Regions from separate parts of the Gossypium hirsutum genome. Here region 2 is linked to region 1. The links are chromatin contacts, called in public Hi-C maps. All regions are on one chromosome and are shown on one strand. Each heading gives the region's core, a stretch centred on a gene start, on an enhancer-like site or on the middle of the called end of the contact. The rest is flanking DNA. Distances are from core to core; before and after follow the strand shown.

What was found. A called contact is a pair of places that touch in the nucleus more often than the background predicts.
Region 2: a Hi-C map of leaf shows a contact between it and region 1, with 2.9 times the contacts expected there. The contact joins the enhancer-like site here to the promoter of LOC107933590 in region 1. A contact is called at or near these places in 17 of 34 Hi-C or Micro-C datasets (anther, cotyledon, fibers and 4 more).

What each region holds. Positions count from the first base shown.
Region 1 is chrD08:56,765,022-56,770,124 of Gossypium_hirsutum_v2.1, forward strand. It overlaps LOC107933590 (two-component response regulator-like APRR2), which reads right to left and starts at 2,440. Exons shown (of 12, transcript XM_041098533.1): 1 at 2,210-2,440; 2 at 1,381-1,582; 3 at 831-910; 4 at 425-491; 5 at 227-273. The coding sequence starts at 1,510.
Region 2 is chrD08:56,819,688-56,824,790 of Gossypium_hirsutum_v2.1, forward strand. No RefSeq gene overlaps it. Among protein-coding and RNA genes, the nearest start is that of LOC107886380, 24 kb to the right of the region's middle. Within about 2 kb of position 2,339, at least 3 of the 9 cell types and tissues checked have an H3K27ac peak or open chromatin away from gene starts, as enhancers often do. A contact at or near this core is called in cotyledon, fibers and leaf, where this site is marked.

The DNA of each region.
Region 1 (5,103 bases), core at 1,190-3,689:
TTGTCAAAACATGCCTTGGCGGTTAGCAATTATGGTATGTCGAGATGAACTTAAGCATTGAACTTAAACTGAACATTTCCGATGTTTCATATATCAAAGAAGATGAAAACATTAAAATAATTAAGATTCTAAAACTTCTTGAATTGACAACTCGGACAGACACATACGTGCACCTAAAAATAAATGTAAACTATTCAATAAATAGTAGGAAGGAAAAATATCTTACAGCTATGCACTTCATCATGGTGCTGATACAATGAATGTTCGAAGTCACTGAAATAACAAGGATTTACAACAAAATTAGGACTTCCATCGATTACTGTCATCGATGCCAATAAAACTATGTCCAGGATGATTAAACAGAGTTTCTATATAGTACAAAGATCTAAGGCAAAACCAGGACAGGTTTAGTTTCTGAACTTACTAATGGTAGGCAAGTCCTTAGCAGTTTCAAGAAACTTGAAACCCCCATTGTTACTATTTGTGCAGACCTGTGATCATGTAAGCTGTTGTTATAAATTGCAATTGTAGGACCCATACAACATAGGAATATAGTCTATGTATCTTAATATTGAATAGACAACAACATTCATGTTCAAATCATGAAACTGTGTTGTGATAATGGAAGCGGTGGCTTGGTATTATTGATTTTATATCAAGTATCAAAAAGCAGGCTTGTATAATTTTTCTGGCTAGTTAATTCTCTAGTGCCAGTATAATGATGAGAAAAACCGCATAATCATGCTGAAGGTTTAATAGCAGGTACTTAAGAAAAATCATCAACATTTCAAACATGAAATTTCTTGTCGAGCTCAAATTTCATTAATTACCTCTACAATGGCTACATGGAAGCTTTCGGGTCTACTTGAAACTGCAGAAAGAGCTTCATTTTCATTGCAGAAGGTATATACTGCAAAAAGGCGCAATTATTTTTATCATGCATTCAAAGAGGAAACTATAGGGAGAGAAAAAGAGAAGCAATAGCATAGGATGGAAATAAATGGCATATTAAAGCTACAGGAGATCACTGTGAAGACTGAGGAAGAACTAAAGACTTAAGTAGCATTTACTAAAGGGAACCACAAAAAGCTTAAATGGTGTGATGGAAACAATTGCCTGAGAAGCAGCATTTGTAAACTTTAAAAGAAAACATGAACAAAAGCAAAATGGGTACACAGTACAACAAAGTCTGAAATTACAATCCAAATCCAAACTTCCTGAAAACCCAAAAACTGCGCCAGTCTAAAGCAATGGGGGCAATGGCCAGATGGAGCCAGCATAGTTGAGAGAAGAGAAGAATCATGTGAAGTGAATACGAAAGGGCTAAAGACTTTAGGTAAAAAAAAGAAAGAAGAAAACTAAAAATGGTGGAATTCTAACCAATATAATCCATAGCTTCAAGCTTTGATTTTATCTCTGCAGCAGAATTGGTGTCTTCATCAAGAAGAAGGACCCTGAGACCCTTTGGGAAATCCTTCCACGCTGATAAATCATTTCTAGTGCAAACCATAGCTGGTTTGGCATCCTTTCTCAGCCAGCCGATAAGTCTTACGAATTGCTGCTTATCAACATCCGGTTACTTCTGCATGACCACAAGAAATTTCCCATTAAAAAAGACAAGTTACAACTTGACTAATAATCAAAACTGGTTTTTTACCAAACAAAATTAAGCAAAAAAAAAACCAGTTTTTTTGCGAATGAAAACGTATTGGAGAGACCCCATTGCAGATGCGAAGTTCTTTAACCAATTATTGCAAATACTTCAAAGACTCAAGTATCACCGATCTCTGAAAATTTACTCATAAAAGGCTGTATTGAACAGAAATGCCTTAGTTAAAGTTCTTATGCATGCAGCATGAAGTATTTTGAGCATTTACCAAGAAAAAGAAAAACTTTTTGTATCGGTGATGAATAATTAATGGAATTATAGCAGAAACGAAAGAGAAATATCCAGTTTGGGTATATCAGAACAACCCATTCGAGATCTCCCAAAACTGGATAAAAAATTAGCCAAAATTTGGAAGAAAAAAAATAAAAGAAAGATAAAGGAAACAGGTTGAATGGAGAAGCATGTGAAACATTTCAAAGTACCAAAATGATAGATTAAAAAATTAAAAAAAAAAAAAAGAAAGAAAAGCTAAAAGGCCATCTCATGCATGCAAAACGTCAAAGTCGCCAAAATTTTTTTGCAAAAATGAGAAAGACCCACCTTCTTTTCCCCCTCCCTATTATCCAAGGAAACGAAGTTGCATGCAGAAAAAAAGATGATCAGTGATTCATCACAAAAAGAGAGGGAAGAGAAAAAACCCAGAAAGAAGGTACAGAGAAGAGACTATATAGTATATAGGTAGTTTAGGGGATATAACAAGGATTAGGAAGATAGATGGCTCTCAAAGCCTTTGATACTTCTACTTACAAATTCCTTTTGGCTGCACTTTGTAAAAATGTTTTTAAGACAGAATAGTTGATTTTTTCCTTTATTATTATTATTATTATTATTATTATTGAGAAGTTGCTATGTGAGAGGGAGAGAGGTCTGTCTCTTTCTGTACAGTAGCTATCAATTGTATATCTACGTTTTGTTATTATATTGTATTTCATATAATTTTTTTAAAAAAAACATTTAATATAAATTTAAAAGTATTTATATAATATAATATAATATAATATAATATAATGTTGTCACAGATTTAAATTATATTACTTCATTTCTATCTCTATTATTGTACAAAAAAATTTTAAATTTTATTATTTAATATTAAATAAATTATTGATTAAGTCTTAATTTATTTAGTATCGACCTTGATGCAAGTTTAAAAAGATATGAATTTAAACGTGTTTTACCCTCTTATTTAATTATTAGAGATGGATTATAAATAAATTTAAGCATTTTATTAATAAATATATATTAAATACCTTCTTAACTTTTGTAATCAAATGAGTCTTTATAATTCAACAAATTAATCTTCCACATTTATAAAATCTATCAATTTAATCCTCAACACATCATATCATAAAAAATTAGAATTATGAACGCATTAAAAAAAAAAGTAGGTATAATAAACTCGAATGAAATTATATAAACCCTTCAATATTAAATTCATATCGTGTTAGAAAGCAATCAATCCACAAAGACTTAATGAATAAGCTTCTTCTTCTTGGTAAGGAATAAGTTCTATCCAAGTGAGGGATGGTCATGGTTCTTCTCCCATCATTTTCATATTGGAATTTGATTTCAGATGAGCTCTGTTGATGAAGGGTCCTGGAAAGCATTGCTCCTGCGCATCATTTTCTGATTCCATCAATTGGAAAGAGGGATTTGGTTCAATCCATTAGTCATTTGTGGATACATATTCATTTCAGTTTATTATAGCTAATGAGATATCTGAAGCGGAGAATAGACAGTATTGAGTCTATTTGACGTGTTTATAATTTCATGGTTTCTAATGAAAATATACGGAGGATCAAATTGATAAAATTTGTAATTATGAAAGGTTAAATTTATTGAATTATTTAGAATTGATAGATTGTGAAAGTGTTTATGACTAAATCTGCAATTATATCGATCATAATATTAGTGATGAAATTGAAAGTTTTTGTAGTTTAATAACCAAATCAAAAATATACTAATAATTTGGTGACTAATTGTGCAAATTACCCTTTAATTTGTAAATGATTTCACACGGCACTAGAACCTTTATGGAGAATCCCCTTTACTTCCAAAGCCGAAGGCTCCATATTTAATTTTCTTTTTCACTTTTTTTTCTTTTCATTTTTAAAATATTTTCTTTTACATAAATTTGGATTTCGCATACTTTTTTTAATATATATTTTCTGCATAATTTTTTCATCTAACTTATATCTATTTTTTATTTGTTGAAAAATATGAATTTGGCCTTTTAAGTGCTAAATAAGTGCCCACTTTACTAGTACTAGAGTTGTTTAATGACAGTTTACATATTTGAGTATTGACAACTTATTGAACGATTTGAATGAGTTGTGTTGATTGTTTGGAGTATATTTGGCTTATAAATGAAGGTCATTTTACTTGAGAGACTCATATTGACGATTGGATCGAACTAAAACACTCTAGTCAATCCCTAACAACATGGACATTTGGATTTGATCGAAACTCTATATGATTAGCTACTAAGAGTCCACGTTTGATTTATTATTTATTGTTATATTGTAATCAGTTTATTGTATTACTATTTTAATGGGATTGTTATAGACCTTCTATGTTAACAAGTCTCGAACATAAATTTATTTAAGGCAAAGACTTGTATAAGTTTTTGTACCGATAGTTTTTAACACTTATTCTATTCAAGGTAAGAAACATTTCTTTTGAGTGTAAATTGTTAGTAAAATCATTTGTGTTAAGGTTTTACTTGTTAAGTTCATAAGGGTGAACTTAGTGGTGAGTGTATCTGTCTTCAGGGTTCGAAAATGAGGAGAATCATCACGAGGTGTGTGAGAGTTTAGGATCACTTGTTGTAGTTGTTGAAGATAATTGACATTTTTCACTGAGTTAGGCTCCGCAGACGTAGAGAAATCGAATTGCGTAAACAATTCATGTGTGTTCTTTATGTTTCTTGTTTCCAGTTTTGGTGCCAGAGAAGTGCTCACTTCCCTGTCACTCCTTCCAAGCACTTTGATTATTTTACAAGCAATAGTTCAATAATTTCATTATTACAAGGTGCCCGATATATAAAGTTACAAGTTCTTAATAAGCAACATATCTAGGTTATATATCTTAGCATAAAATCTTTCAATGAAAAACCATAAAATCAATTGAGCCATAATAAAAAATGTGCATCCAATTAAGCCCACAATGACTCAAAAAAAAATCAATTAGCCCCACCATTAATGAAAACCGTCAATTGATCAGTTTGACTGATAGTCGCCTTGATGTGGCCGATGAAAGCCACTAGAAGTTGCCACGTCGCAACATGATGATATGGCGTGTTATATGAACAAAAAGTAAATAAAAAGTTTATTTAAAAATGTGCATATAGAATCAATCTAGACAATTATTTATCCATATTCATTTTGGATGAGCGGAAAATTTTAAATTATAAAAAATTAATAATTACTAAAAAATCA
Region 2 (5,103 bases), core at 1,089-3,588, 55 kb after region 1:
CTAGAGGGAAAAACCAAAAAACTTTAAATTGTTATTAGAACTAGACACTTGACACACTAAGTGAAGATCTTTTCATTGATTTGATGTAGAGATGGAAGGTACATTGATCTCAAGACTCCCTATGTCAGATGGCAAATAATGTGCCTATTAGAAGGCAAAGATAAGGGCCTTCATCAAGTCCATGAATAAGAAAGCTTGGCATCCAATATTGACTAGTGAAGAACCTCCAACAGTTGATGTCGATGGTGTAAAGGTTGGCTTGTGTACACATGATGCAAAAGATGATGTTAAGTATTTACAGTGCCATTAGGGGAAATATGCTTTTACTAACTCTCGCTTTAGCTTTCTTAGATAGGTTCATTATGATAGTTGTCAAGTTATATATTGTAGAAATATTTCGTATGGTAGTTTTGATATAATTGAGAATCACTTCAGTATCTTTCAGGTTGTGATTGATCAGTATTAAGTCTTTTTGTACTTATTTTAAGTTATTTATTTAAACATATTATATGATACGGAAATCAACTTGCTCATTATTTGATTATCTTTGTTAAGCTTGAGGTTGGAAATGCAGGGACTTGGTGGAATCGGCTTTCTAACTTGTATTAGTTTATGATTATATCCGATAATTCTAATTTTATTCGAATGTAGTCCTTTTTTCACTTTTCATTCCAAGAAATAACTTTTTTAACCTAAGGCACCTCTTTTTTAAAAAAAATATATTTATAAGAAAGAATCGAAGGTTTTTCCTAAATTTTAAATGAATACAATGAGATTTGAAGACTCTGTTCTTTTGTCAAAATAGAGAAAAATCTTGCATAAATAAATTTAAGATATGATAAAAAGGACTTTTCTACGTACTCACAAGTCACATGTATGTACTCAAGTTAGAAAAGAATATGAACCTATTTACAACTTTTCTTCTTCATCATCGTTGTCTTCATGTTTTTGAATTTATCATCATAATCGCTAACTTGTTGGTTTATGTACTTATTTTTGATTTGTGATATTCTACAATTTCAAATTTAAGATTTATGATATTTTTTATTTCAAATTTCATCATCTTTTATATTAAAAAATTCATTTTTTATTAGTTTGTAATAACTTCTGATTTTGAAACCATGATTTCATTTATTTAGATAGTAAAAATGTGAATTTAGCTAGGCAAGCCTAACATATAAAGTGGTTTTATTTATATAGTTGTAAAACTAAAGTGGTTTTATATTCTTTCGCACTTTTTTTATATTATTAATTTTTTAATAATCCAACCATTATGTTCCATACTCCATTCACATAGATTATATATTCAAGTTTGACGTAAATTAAAATTTTGTATTTGTTTTATGTAAAATACTTTCAACAATATAAATAATATTTTAGATTGTAATGATAAAGATATTGGATTGATTCAAAAATTTGCATGCATGACAAGTATAAATATCTTGATAAATTCAACGATTGAGTTGTTAAAATATTAATCGTAAAAAGTTACGAAAAAGTGTAAAACCACATTAGTTTTATACCGATGTAAGTGGATCCCTCCCAAGCATGTTATATATATGCTATCATAGTATATAATTTATGCTTTATATGGTTAATTGAAATAAGAAAAGAGTTAATTGCACGTGACATCCCCAAACTATAATTTTCATTCTAAACCTGTTCCAAACTTCAAAATGTTCTAATTACATCCCCAAATTATGATTCTCATTCTAAACTGGCCCCCAAGCTTCAAAATATTCTAATTACAACTTCAAGCTATCAATGTTATATCAATTAGACCATTTTATTATTATAACCGTTAATCACTAAATGATACATCAAATCTTATGTGGCATAATTTAAAATGACAATATTAAAGAAGAGTAAAACTTTACCTCATAACCTTTAAAAGTTAAAACTAAAAATAAGTAAAACCGAAAAAAGAGATAGCGAACAATAAAACTTTTGTAAAAGTTTCGAAAATCTCAAAACCGAGATATTTACAACATCCATTTTTATTACAATGTTAGTTTTTCTTTTTAAACTATGCCACGGTTACATTAATGGAAGGACCTTACTGATACAATCTTGATAGTTTAGGGATATAAATAGAATATTTTATAGGTTGAGGACCAATTTAAAATGAATGTTATAATTTGAGGATGTAAGATAAAATTTAGATGATATGTTGTTTGATTAATGGTGAATAAAAGTATACTTTTTGTTTTTTTTCAAAAAGAAAATAATAATGGGTTTAAGAAAAAATCAAGTGATTAAGTAGGTGTAAGTTGGGCCACAGTGCTTTCAACCAATTTGTTGGAAGAGTCATAATTGAAAGTCACCATGCCTTAAATGCCTCACACTTTGACCACCATATTCACATTATTCTTTCTCAATGCCTTCAAATTCTATCTATATCCATTGGAGCCACATCTGTTCCAACCTCGACTTTACATTCATTTCCGTCTACATTAATTCATTTTAAGATCTTTAACAGGTTAAAGCATCACCACAACTTTTGAACCTTCACCATTACATAATATGGTTGATTTAACATTTAAATGCTTTTCTCTAAAAAAAATATATATTTAATTTTTGATTGTCTTAATTTCTATGGAACAATAGATTCATTTAACACGAATTCAAATAGTGTGACTCTCATACTCTTAATATTGTATTTAATTTCCTATTCATAACTTTATAAAATAAAATAATTTCCCTATTCACTAAATTAAGTTTGAATTGTTTTTTTTTCTTTTTTGGATATTACTATCGTATTCAATTGATGCATTAAAATATAAACTTAATTTAAGATTGCTATAAAAAGAACCATGGAAGGTTTTATGATAAGAGTCAAATTATTTTTTGCCCTCTCTATAGGGGCGAAGTTAGAGGAATTAAGTTGTATATATTTATGAGAGTTAAAATATAATTTCACAATTTCATTAACTTATATATTTGTAATTTTTAAAGGATTAAATTAAAATTTTATCATGTTGGGGAAAAAGTGTAATTTTACTTTTTACTTGATTAAGAACTTGTAAAAACTTAAAAGGCCGATAGAGAACTTTTACATTTTAGGCGGGGTTGGGGCTCCTGCCAGTCTCCTGGTTTCACCCCTACCCTTCTTAAAAAATGGGGAAGCTAGTCCTTATACATTAGATTAAAGAGCAAATTGGTCTTTTTGTTAAAAATGCATTCATTTCTACTGTTAAAAATTGATTCTTGTATGTTAAAATGAGGTACACATGGCACACCATGCCACGTGTAGTTGTCTACTTATTTTGTTAGTCAAACTAATTTTTAATAGTAAAAATAGATAAAAATTTTATTAGAAAGGATCAAAATGCAATTTAACTCTAATACAAAGCCTCCATGATATTTTAACCTCGGAAATGATTTCATAAAAGAAAATAAAACATTTCTATATATATATATTCTAAAATCTCATTATTTTCTTAGTTTGTGTAAAATGAAAATGATATCTTTAAAATAACATTATAGTCCAAGACAGATATAAAAGGTACAGTCAGATATATTACTAAAAATGTTGAATATGTTGGATGAAAGCAAATTCAAATTCTCAACAATTTTCTTGATGGAAAATTTCAATGGCTAATCGAGAAATTTCGGATTAAATTGACGCAAACTTAGCCTCAATAATTTTCAATCATAAATTATTTTTGAAAAGACACAATATAATAATATATAAAATAGGCCTCTCTTCGCCTTTAATAATAATAATAATAAAAAACAGAGAATGCTTATTATTTTGTACAAATTTTATATAGAAAAATAAATAATATAGATAATGGAAAATAAAAGAGCCCAAACAGCGGTTGCTTTCTGCTAACATTTAATCTTAAGATAGTGGGAAACCCCACAGGATCAAATGGGTAGATCTTTGTCTCCTTCTTTCAGTCTCTTTTCATTATTGTTTTTGAAACTTCAAAATTGGTTCATACCCTTTGTATTCTTTTTGCAATTTTTGGGCCAAACCTAACAATATTTCGTAAATAGTTAATTTTTGCATCAATAATGAGGGTAAATTACACGTAAAAGTCTTATTTTTTAAAAATTTACTGAAACGAGCCCGGTATTTTATTATTTATCAGAATGGGCTATTTTCCCTGAAATCACGTCCACGTCAGCGCGATGTCAGGGGATGTGTCAGCAAATCGCGTCCTCGTAGGCACGATTTGTGTCCATGTAAGCAAATCGCGCTGACGTGGACGGATTTGCTGACACGTCCCCTGACATCGCGCTGATGTGGACGCGATTTCGAAGAAAATGGCCCATTCCAGTAAATATAAAATACCGGGCCCATTTCGATAAATTTTTAAAAAATAGGGCTTTTTTGGTATTTTGTCCCAATAATGACATCTTAATTCATATGCGAAATTTTCATTTCTATTATTTACCGATTATCAACGAAAATAAATATTTTTCTACTGGAATTTATGTGTATCGGTATCGATTTGTTTTAAATTTATCAATATTTTTAAAAAAATTTAAATATATCAAATGAATTAGATTAAATAATTTTGAATATAAAATAGTAATTGATTATATAAAATACTTCTTAATAAACTTCACAAATAAAATTTTATCATTTAATAAATCTAAATTAAACAAGGGAAAAACATCCCACACATTAAACAATAAAATTATCCGCGACATCATTTTTAAAAAACTAAAATAAGATCATCACATACTAAATATATAAAATAAAAGTTTAATAAAAACATACACATAAAATTGTGTTCGTGAAATTTTTACAAATTTTGTCTTTTTTAGTTTATTTGTCATGGAAATTCTTTACTTTTTTATTATTTATTATTTTTACTTTAAATTTCAAAGCTGCTCTTTTACTTTTCTTAAAGTTTAAAGTTTAAATTTGGTTGATAAAAAAATTTAAAAGTTAGTAGAAGAAGAATAATTTATATATTTTTTAATATTATTCATGCACCGTCCAATATGTAATGTTTTTACTAACGTAACCGAAATTGATCGAAATGAGTTAATATAATCGGTACGGAAAAAAATTTACATTGGTGTAGAAAAAAAATAATCATTTTGATTTATTACTAAAATGATACACATTGATCGATATAACAAAAA